Linked DNA regions of Ovis aries: region 1 is linked to region 2. Evidence: chromatin contacts called from public Hi-C data. All regions are on one chromosome and are shown on one strand. The core of a region is the stretch at or near the end of the contact, and the rest is flanking DNA. Distances in the headings are between cores, read along the strand shown.

Region 1 (4,482 bases), core at 185-2,684, 57 kb after region 2:
TGAAAATATTTTATGATTTCTGTTGGTCATGAGGTCACAGATAATGTGACTGAAAACTACTGTAGTTTGTACTTCATTTAAAAGTAAGGTGCTAAATTTCAGGTGGATCTGAAAGACAGTTTTCCTCTATCTCATTCATGTCATATTTTAGCTGTCTACCTTATCTTCCTTTTCTTCTCCACATTCTGCACTACTTCTGTTCTCTTTCTTTAATAGCTCATAGTAGGGATCTGAAAGCCACTTTAAATATGTTTCTTATTGAATACAGTTTTGTGATTTCTGCTAAGGAAAAGGAAAAAACCTCTTAACTGTACAGTGGTAGTTTTTCATGCCACTTAATGGCTTGACTTAACTTATTCTAAAAATATTCTAGTGTTTGTACATCAAGTACATTTCTTAAAAGCCTCATCTAATCTTTCTTTACTTTTTTGTTGGTTTGAGATCCCTTCGATTTCCATGAAAAAAATTTCTGTGACTAGTGGTTCTCAAACTTCAGTATTCACCATAATCATCTAGAGTGCTTATTAAAATACAGATCGCTAGGCCTCACCTCCAGGATTTGTGATTCAGTGGGGTGGAATTGAAGAATTTGCATTTTTAACAAGTCCCCAAATGATGTTGATGCTGTTGGCCCAGGATTCATACTTTGAGAACCATTCTCTTGACTGTTGGGAATGATAGCGCTAAAAGAGCTTCTGCCACTGTGAGAACTCAGTTAATACTGTAGTTTCTTACTGTGTTGTATTTTACCCATCACAAAGATTGCTGTTGAGGGTGCTGCTGCTAAGTTGCTTCAGTCGTGTCTGACTCTTTGCAACCCTGTAGACAGCAGCCCACCAGGCTCCCCCGGTCCCTGGGGTTCTCCAGGCAAAAACACTGGAGTGGGTTGCCATTTCCTTCTCCAATGCATGAAAGTGAAAAGTGAAAGTGAAGTCGCTCAGTGGTGTTCGACTCTTAGCGACCCCATGGACTGCAGCCCACCAGGCTCCTCCGCCCATGGGATTTTCCAGGCAAGAGTACTGGAGTGGGGTGCCATTGCCTTCTCCAGCTGTTGAGGGTGAAAACATACTAAAGTTCTTTCAGGTTTGTATGAGATGATGTAGTGCATTACTATTATTAATTAATTCACCAGTAAACATTCATTGAGCATCTGCTATATATCAGGTACTATTTAAAGCATGGGCTTCCCTTGTGGCTCAGCTGGTAAGGAATCCGCCAGCAATGTGGGAGACCTGGGTTCGGTCCTTGGGTTGGGAAGATCCCCTGGAGAAGGGAAAGGCTACCCACTCCAGTATTCTGGCCTGGAGAATTCCATGGACTGCATAGTCCATGGGGTCACAAAGAGTTGAACACGACTGAGTGGCTCTCACTGTTTAAAGCACGGGGTTAGAGCGATAGACAAAAGAGGCAGTGTCTGCATTCAGGCAGTGCTCAGGCTCTAGTGGAGAAAACATGTAAATTCCCCTTAGAGTAAAATTTCTGTATCACAAGGCAGATTACATAAGTTAACAACTCCTGAAATTGTTCTTTACAGTTAGTATTTTCAGTTAAGCTAAAATAATAAATTCATGAACCATTTCTTTTTAAGCAATTGAAGCAACAGGTAAATTCTCCCTTTTCCTCCTCCATATGTCAGTTTTTAAGCATAGTTGTGATACTGGTGAACTAATATCCATCGTGTACAAAGTACCTATTATATGCAAAGTACTCACAGCTCCTAGGGAGTAAGTGATTCAGAGTTGACTATAACATGGTGGCTGGCCTCAAAGATGCTTACCAACTAAGTTGAGAAAATCAAGCATTTGAGGAAATAATAGTATTAAGTAGATAAGCTTGGGGAAAGGTGAGGAAAGACAAAAAATAACCAAGTATAGTAGTTAGTCTGTAAGTTCTAGATTGAATTATTTCTACTGTGGTGGGTCATATTTAAATTTTATCAAAGGGGCATAGTTGACTGTTAAGGCAAAGGGTTTAGGGACAGAGAAGCAAGTCAAATGGAATTAAGCATTTGTCAATCTCACCCTTTAAAAAAAAAAAATCATGGGGAAATACTGCCATCAGAAGCATAAGTGACTTCTTCCCACTCACAAAAAATCAGGGAATGGGGCTAAGAACTCACGGTGTTTGCGGTGCTTAGTTACAATCTGGGAATGGGATTAGGAGATGAGATAGGATTAGTTTTTATTTAAATTTTTTTTTACATTTCTGTAATTTTTTAATTGAGTAAGTATATCAAGGAAAGAAGGAATATAGCTAATTTCCTTTCTTTCTCTTAGACATTATTAAGATGAAGTACAGATTTTTATAATGGGTATCCCATATTCTCCACATTTAAATTCAGCATTTGGTTGTAACTGTTTGATTTCCTTTTACTTTTTAAATCAGCCAAAATATATATCTTACTTAAAAGGAATGAACAATTAAAAATTTTTAATTTGATGAAAATACTTTTCATATGTTTTCTGTAAGACCGAGTCATGATAATAAGTAGTTATCCTCCAGGAGTTTTTTAAGAATATATTTGAACAAAATGAATTATTCGTTAGCCAGAATTTAGAGATTTTCTTATGACTAGATGAGCTTACAAAAGGTAAACCTAGAAAGTTTTACATCGAAAGAAAAGAGTTAGGTCTCTAAAGCAGTTAGCAAAAAAGGAGTTCTTATTATGCATGTTGTTTGATGCGACTTTTAGGAGAATCTGAATCCTGTTTTTGTTTTGTTTTTCCTACCTTTTTTTCCTTCAACTTAATCCTCGTAAAATAAAGACTTAGAATAATAATTTAAAATGCAAAATTGTTTTGAAGAGGGAACCAAGGATTTGGTTGAAGAGGAGAAAGAACTCAAATAGTTAGCACAGTTAGCATCTATTTGGATTTACAGCGGTAAGCTTTAGCCATTTGGTTTGGAAAAAACAAGGCTGGCAGAATAGCATTTGTTTTTAATTTGATTGCTGCATTACATGCCTAACTAGGAGACCCTTAGAAGTTCCAGTTATCTTCTTGAGATAAGACACTGATTATTATGTCTAGGCTTCATCTACAGGCAATATTCTGGGAAGAAAGGCCTTCACACACAAAAAAAGAAAGAACTTTTGGTGAACCTCATCCTTGGGAATAAAAGTAAGGGGCATTCAGTTTACCCTGTCACAAAGGGAGTCAGGAACTATAAATTAAAGACCACTATTATAAGATAATATAACCCTGTGTTTAATTTTGTTGTTACCTTTCATTTTTCAGTAGAATTAGTAGCAAACACTTCAACAAAAAGAATCCATAAATACTTGTTTTTGCTGGCTTCAGGAAATGGGGATGCCAATGAAAACTAGTTAATTCTGCAACTAATCTAAAGGGAAACAGAATCCCCAAAGATAGAATAATTGAAAGGAGAAGAAAGCAAACTGAATTTCCTTTCAAACAAAGAAAAGAACTTGAGGAGTTGCCTTGGCTTTGAGACCATTTGTGGGGTTATTCAAGACTGCCTGTACTGCATGTAGCACTTTTTTTTATGTGGGCTAGAACAAGAAATACAGCCTTGACTGACTATAAAGGAACTTGCCTCTATTAGGGAAAATATATATTTAGAAAAATAGCTCTTTATAATGTAAAGAGTCTTGTGAGGAGACAGCTATTAGCTCCTGTGATGGAAAGTTCATAGTTTAGCTGAACTTGGGAAGATAACTCTCATTTGAGAAGTGTTAAAAAAAAACAAAACAGTGACAGTCATTAAAGCACACACAGTACGGAAGACTTTATTCAAGATTTGGGGCTGGGTATTGTAGGAAGTCATCATTTATACCCTTTCCTCCCTTAACCTCCTAGTCCATTACCAGATCACATCAGTTTTACCACCAAAATATATCATAAATCTAACAATTTCTTTCCAACTTTATTGCTACTAGCCTAGTCCAACCTGTGGTTATTTTTTATATGAGCTATTGTGATGACCTTTGGTCTTCCGGTAGATCTTATTTCCATTCCTGCCCCCAGCCCTAATCAATTCATTCATGTTGATTTAAAAAATAATTTATAAATTGAAATGTGATATTCCCTTCCTGAAAAACCTTTTAGTGGGTTCTGACTGCGCTTGGGATAAATTCCAGCTTCACTTATCTGTTCACTTGGCTGTGTCAGGTCTTGGTTGCACCACTCGGGATCTTCCTTGCATCACGTGAGACCTTTTCTGGTGGTGTGCAGACGCTGGGCTCTGTAATTGTGGCTCTTGGGCTCAGTAGTTGAGGCAGATGGGCTTTGTTGTTCCGGGGCCTGTGGGGTCGTAATTCGCCTACCAGGGATCGAATCCATGTTCCCTGCATTGCAAGGTGGATTCTTAACCACTAGACCACCAGGGAGATCCCAATATTCAGGACTTTTAACATGGCCTTCAAGACACAGAATAGTTTGTCTCCTCTCATCCATCTAGAAACAATAACGACAATAATAGCAACAAAACTCTTAACATTAATATATTTTTACTGTATTGCCA
Region 2 (4,908 bases), core at 470-2,969:
ATTAGCTTTAAAAAAAGAGAAGATCATTAAATTCCTCGCTCTTCAGAGACTTCTACCAGAGGGCCTCCTGTGATTCTTTGAAGTTTGAGCCTTACTGTAGCGTTATTTCCACGGTTCCCACGTTACTTTCAAGAACAGCCATCTCTTATAATCCTCAGCGTTTTTCCTTCGTTCAGGAGTGACGGTGGAGCCTCAAAAAGAAAGCGACTGGAGCCGGGAAACGAACCTGCTGAACACTGTGCCGGGTCCATCGGAGTGCGGCTGCAGGAGCCCGGGAGGGGACCAGAATCGGTCCCCACGCGCACTGGGAGTCTCGGTTCTTTGTTGAATAAATACAAGAAAATGCGGCGGCGGCCAAGTGTGTTGATGGGGGAATAGGTTGAGGCGTTTATATGCATAACTGTGCGTAAGAAAGATCATTAATGAGGCGCTACAAACGCAGGACAACCCTGGGCACCGTGTCATTGGCTTTTGTGTACTTGGAGGCGCGTGAGTGCCCTGCTCAGAGATTCCTCTTTGTGTGAAAGGGGGGAAACCAGAAGCTTGCAGCTACAACTGGGTTTTCATTTCCTTTCGAATTCGCAGGCACTCAAATACTCCCGCACCAACACTCTCCCACATTCCCGCACCGCCAATCCTCGGACTTCAGTTACTTGTCCGTCCGTCGCCGACCGAGCGAGGAGCGACAATGGCTCGGGGTGGACACCCGCAGCTCCCCGGGGCCAGAGCCAGGGGACGGCTCGCCGCGCTCCGCAGCTGCGCGCTGAGCCCTGCCGCCCGCCCGTCAGCAAACGCGAGCACCAACCGTCGCGCGGCCCGGCCGTTGGGCGGGTGGTAATTTCTGGGAATGGGGCGGGGTCCGCGGGGTACAAGGCCGGGCGTTGCAGGCTAGCGGGAGGAGGAAGAGCGGGCTGCGCGGAGGGGCGCGGGCAGGGAGGGGCGTGGCTCCACGAGCGTCACGGGCCGGGGAGGCACTCGGGGCGGGGCCGGTGGCGCACTCCTGCCCGCCCGCGCCCCCGCCTTCCACTTAGTCCCGGCTTCGGAGTGGAGATGCGAGAGACCCGGGCTAGGAGTTTCCACAACCTACAGTCCTCAGTGACTGTCAGGCTGCCCGAGGGCCGAGCAGTCCCTGGAGGAGAAGGGAGGGAGTCCAGAGCTTGGGGATGGGGTGACAGCCCGGGCCCGCGGGGGCCCTCCGAGAGGGGCAAGGGTGTATGAGTGCCGTCTGGGCCGGCGGCCGCTGCAGGTGCACGCGCGGCCCCGCTGCCCCCCACGCGCCAGCCCGCGTTTGGGAGCCCCCGCGCCAGTCCCGGGCCCGGGTCGGAGTCGGGAACATGCTGGCGACGCGCCGAGCAGGAAGCGGGACAAGTGGCGAGAGTCTTTACCTGAGAAGGCGGGTTTTGGAGAAGTTGGGGGGCTACAGGGCGGGCGAGATTCGAGACGGCCACGGAAGCATGTTGGGCGGGCTGGTGCGGGCCGAGGGCGGCGAGGCCCCGCGGGGTATAAATAGCCGGCCCGGGTTTGACAGGCGCGGCGGTGACTGGCGGTGCCGCCGCACCCCCCTCCCCGCCGCCGCGTGGGGAGGGGAGGAGCGCTCGGAGCGGGCGGGGTGGGGGAGGCGGACTCGAGTGTCCTGGTGGCGGCGGCAGGAGGCCGAGGGGGAGGAGCCGAGGCGGGGGGTGGAGGGCGGGGGCCACCATTGCTCCCCGCGCCGGGCTCAGTGTCGCCGCCGTCGCCTCGGCGGTTGGGGGGTCGGTGGAGCGGCGAGGACGGGGGGCTCTGCGCGGGGCGGCGCGCCGCTGTTTTGTCTCCTCCTCTCCCAGTGGAGCGGCTCGGGCAGCCGGGGAGGCCCCGGCTCCCTCCGGACGCCTGGCCAACGGCGGCGGCGGCGGCGGCTACTCCGCGGCCCTGCCGGGAGGGAAAGCGACGCGGCGGTCTTCCCGGGCGACGCGGAGAGCAGGTAAGAGCGCGGGCCGCCGAGGCTGGTGGGAGGGAGGGAGGGCGGAGGGTGCGGCGAGAAAGCCTTGCCGTCCCGAGTGCCACCGCCTCCCTCCGCGCCCCCGCCCGGCGCCTGTGTTGTTTGCTCCGGGGTTAGCGGAGGGTTTTCCGGAGGCTGTGGCGGTGACACCGGCCGGGAGCTGGGAAAGGGGGCTGAGTGCCCGGGGGCAACGGTCGGGGAGCTGGACTTGGAGAAAGGGGAAGGCGCGCGGCGCGCCGCCCGCGAGGAGCGCGGGGCGCGGAGCGGGGCTGAGGGAAGAGGTTACAGACCCCGGCGGGGGGGATGGGCCGCGCGCAGCTGGTCTCGCTGTGTTTACATCGCCGCGCGAGTCACCTCTGCCGAGAAGCGGACTGAACTGACCCGCCTTAGCCCGCGAGGAGGCCAGGGCGGGGGTCCGGCCCTAGAGGAAACGCGTCCTGGGAGGGTCGGGTAAGGCGGGAGGCGGCGGCCGGCGCCGGGGCAGGGCGGCGAGTCCGGGGCGGGACCTGGGCGGCTGCGGCCGCGTGGGGTGGCGTGGACGGCTAGAGAGCAGTTTCCTCCGCCGTCGGGCCTCCTAGTCGCCTCTTACCTTTCCTGCTCTCTGCTGCTAGCTGGCACGGCAGGTTGTACGCGGTCATTCTTTTATTCTCACTCCACACCGGCCCCCTGCTGCCACTTCCCCCTGTTCCCGCGGGAGTGGGGAGGCTGGGCTCTGACAGGAATCTGTTTTTTAAACAAAACAAAAACGGGCTCTGTAACATGCGCGTCCAGTGACCGCCTTATGGAGCCTCTCTTCGCGAAGCTGGCCCTCCGGGACCATGTTCCTGGGTATTGGAGGGTGGGGTGGGGGGACGCGGCAGGAGGACGGTGAAGGCTTGGCTAGGGCTGGAACTGACTGCCTGAGCAGCTTTGCGAGCTGGCAGCCGAGTCCCCTCTCTACTTGGGCATTTTTATTCCATGTCAGTAGAGGACAGAGAAAATACCCCATTACCCCGAGAGTAATCTAGATTGAACAGTTTCTAACGTTCCTCATGTGCCAGCATCCTGGGCTCTTTTTTTTGTAGGAGCTAGCTACGCTGCAGAATAGGCTTTAAGTTCATCGTACTTCATGAAAGAAGAAAGAGGCAAACACTTTATTGTACAACTATGAATTTCACCCCCTATCTTGTGTTCGTCAACATTTATTTCAACTGTATGGTTTAAATTTTAATCCGCTGATGATAGAAGAGTAATCTGGTGTTTAGTAATCAGATTTGCCTTTCTTTTTAACTGTGAGTCTGTATCGTGAAGTAAATTATGCACTTTGTCTAGTGCTGTGGTCACAGAATAGTGTCAGCATGCACAGAATAATGTCTACTTTACCAAGATAGGATTGGATATTTGAGTTTCAGAATTTCTTCTTTTCTTCAGAAGGTAGAATGACTTTATATAAGGCTGGAAGCTAATTACATTTAAAGGGGTTTAGGAGTAAGGTTTAAATATGATATAATAGTTTACAAAGTGAGTTTATATGAGTATTACTGAGATACCTTCTAAAAACATGAAGTAGAAAATTCATATATCTTGGGCATTTGAAATTGGACAATTTAATGTCAGTATTTTTTTAAACTTAGTGACTTGAACTAATTGCTTTGATAAATCATTACTTTTCATTTCAGACATATATATACTCATTTACAAAATAATCACAGTAGGTTGGAAAGAATTTGTAACTTTGAGATTTTTCTATCCCGAGCAGTTAGATTGAAACTGTGGCTGTGGTAGGCCCTTTCAGTGTTGATGGCTTTACCTGCTCACAGATTGTACACCAAGGTTTATTGTCGTTGATGATGATAACAGCTTTATTGAGATATAATTAACTTACCATTCAATTCACCAATTTAAAGTGTACAGTTCAGTGGTTTTTAATATATTCACAGAGTTGTGAAACTATCACCATAATCAATTTTAAAACATTTTCATTATCCCCAAAAAGGAACCTCATACCCATCAACTGTTACTCTCCATTTTCCTCGAAAACCCTCAGTCTTAGGCAAGCACTAATTACTTTCTGTCTCTATTCTGGACAAATTGTATAAATGGAATCTTACAATGTGTAATCTTTCATAACTGCTCTCTTTAACTTAGCATAATGCTTTCAGAGTTCATTTATGTTGTAGCATGTGTCATTTCATTTCATTTTTATTGCTGAGTAATATTCCATTGTATGGATGGATATACCACATATTATTTATCCGTTGATTAGTTGATGAACATTAGATTTTCTACTTTTTAGCTATTACAAGTAATGCTGCAGTGCACATTTTTGTACAAGTTTTTGTGTGGATATGTTTTCATTTCTCCTGAGTATATACAGTTTTTTTTAAAAATTAGTTTTTTGAGTTATTTAATACCCCAGATTAATTCTGGATGCAAAATTTAATAATTTGTTAGTAAATATATTGAGTTGTTAAATTATCACCACAAGCCAATTTTAGAACATTTTATTACTTCTAAAATTTGTTTCTAGTCTTTTTGCAGTTAACCCTTATTCTCACTCCTGGCCCCAGTTGACTACTGATTTGTATTTTGTTTCTATAGATTTTCCTTTTCTGGATATTTCATATAAATGGAAACATAGAATATGTAGTCTTTTTCATCTGGCTTCTTAACATGTTTTGAGGATTCATCCATATTGTAGCATGCATCAATATTTTGTTTTCTTTTTATTGCTGAATAGTATTTTGATGTATGGATATACCATATTTTGTTTATCTGTTGACCAGTTGATGGGCATTTGGATTGTTTCCAGGTTTTGACTGTTAAAAATTATGAAGCTTGAAAGTTTAAGTCTTTAGTGTGGTTTCATTCTCTTGGATAGATGCCTAGGAATAGAATTTCTGGGTCATCTAACTTTTTGAGAAACTGCCAAACTGTTTTTGAAAGTGGCC

Evidence for each region. Hi-C and Micro-C count contacts between places; a contact is called where the count stands out from the background.
Region 1: a contact with region 2 is called in a Hi-C map of hypothalamus, with 5 times the contacts expected there. The contact joins the enhancer-like site here to the promoter of ELF2 in region 2. A contact is called at or near these places in 4 of 16 Hi-C or Micro-C datasets (blood, hypothalamus, muscle and 1 more).

Annotation. Positions count from the first base shown.
Region 1 is chr17:18,583,852-18,588,333 of ARS-UI_Ramb_v3.0, forward strand. All of the region lies in intron 2 of ELF2 (E74 like ETS transcription factor 2), which reads left to right. Among named protein-coding and RNA genes, the nearest start is that of ELF2, 58 kb to the left of the region's middle. Within about 2 kb of position 1,435, at least 5 of the 54 cell types and tissues checked have an H3K27ac peak or open chromatin away from gene starts, as enhancers often do. A contact at or near this core is called in hypothalamus, where this site is marked.
Region 2 is chr17:18,526,721-18,531,628 of ARS-UI_Ramb_v3.0, forward strand. It overlaps ELF2 (E74 like ETS transcription factor 2), which reads left to right and starts at 1,720. Exons shown (of 9, transcript XM_060401003.1): 1 at 1,720-1,960.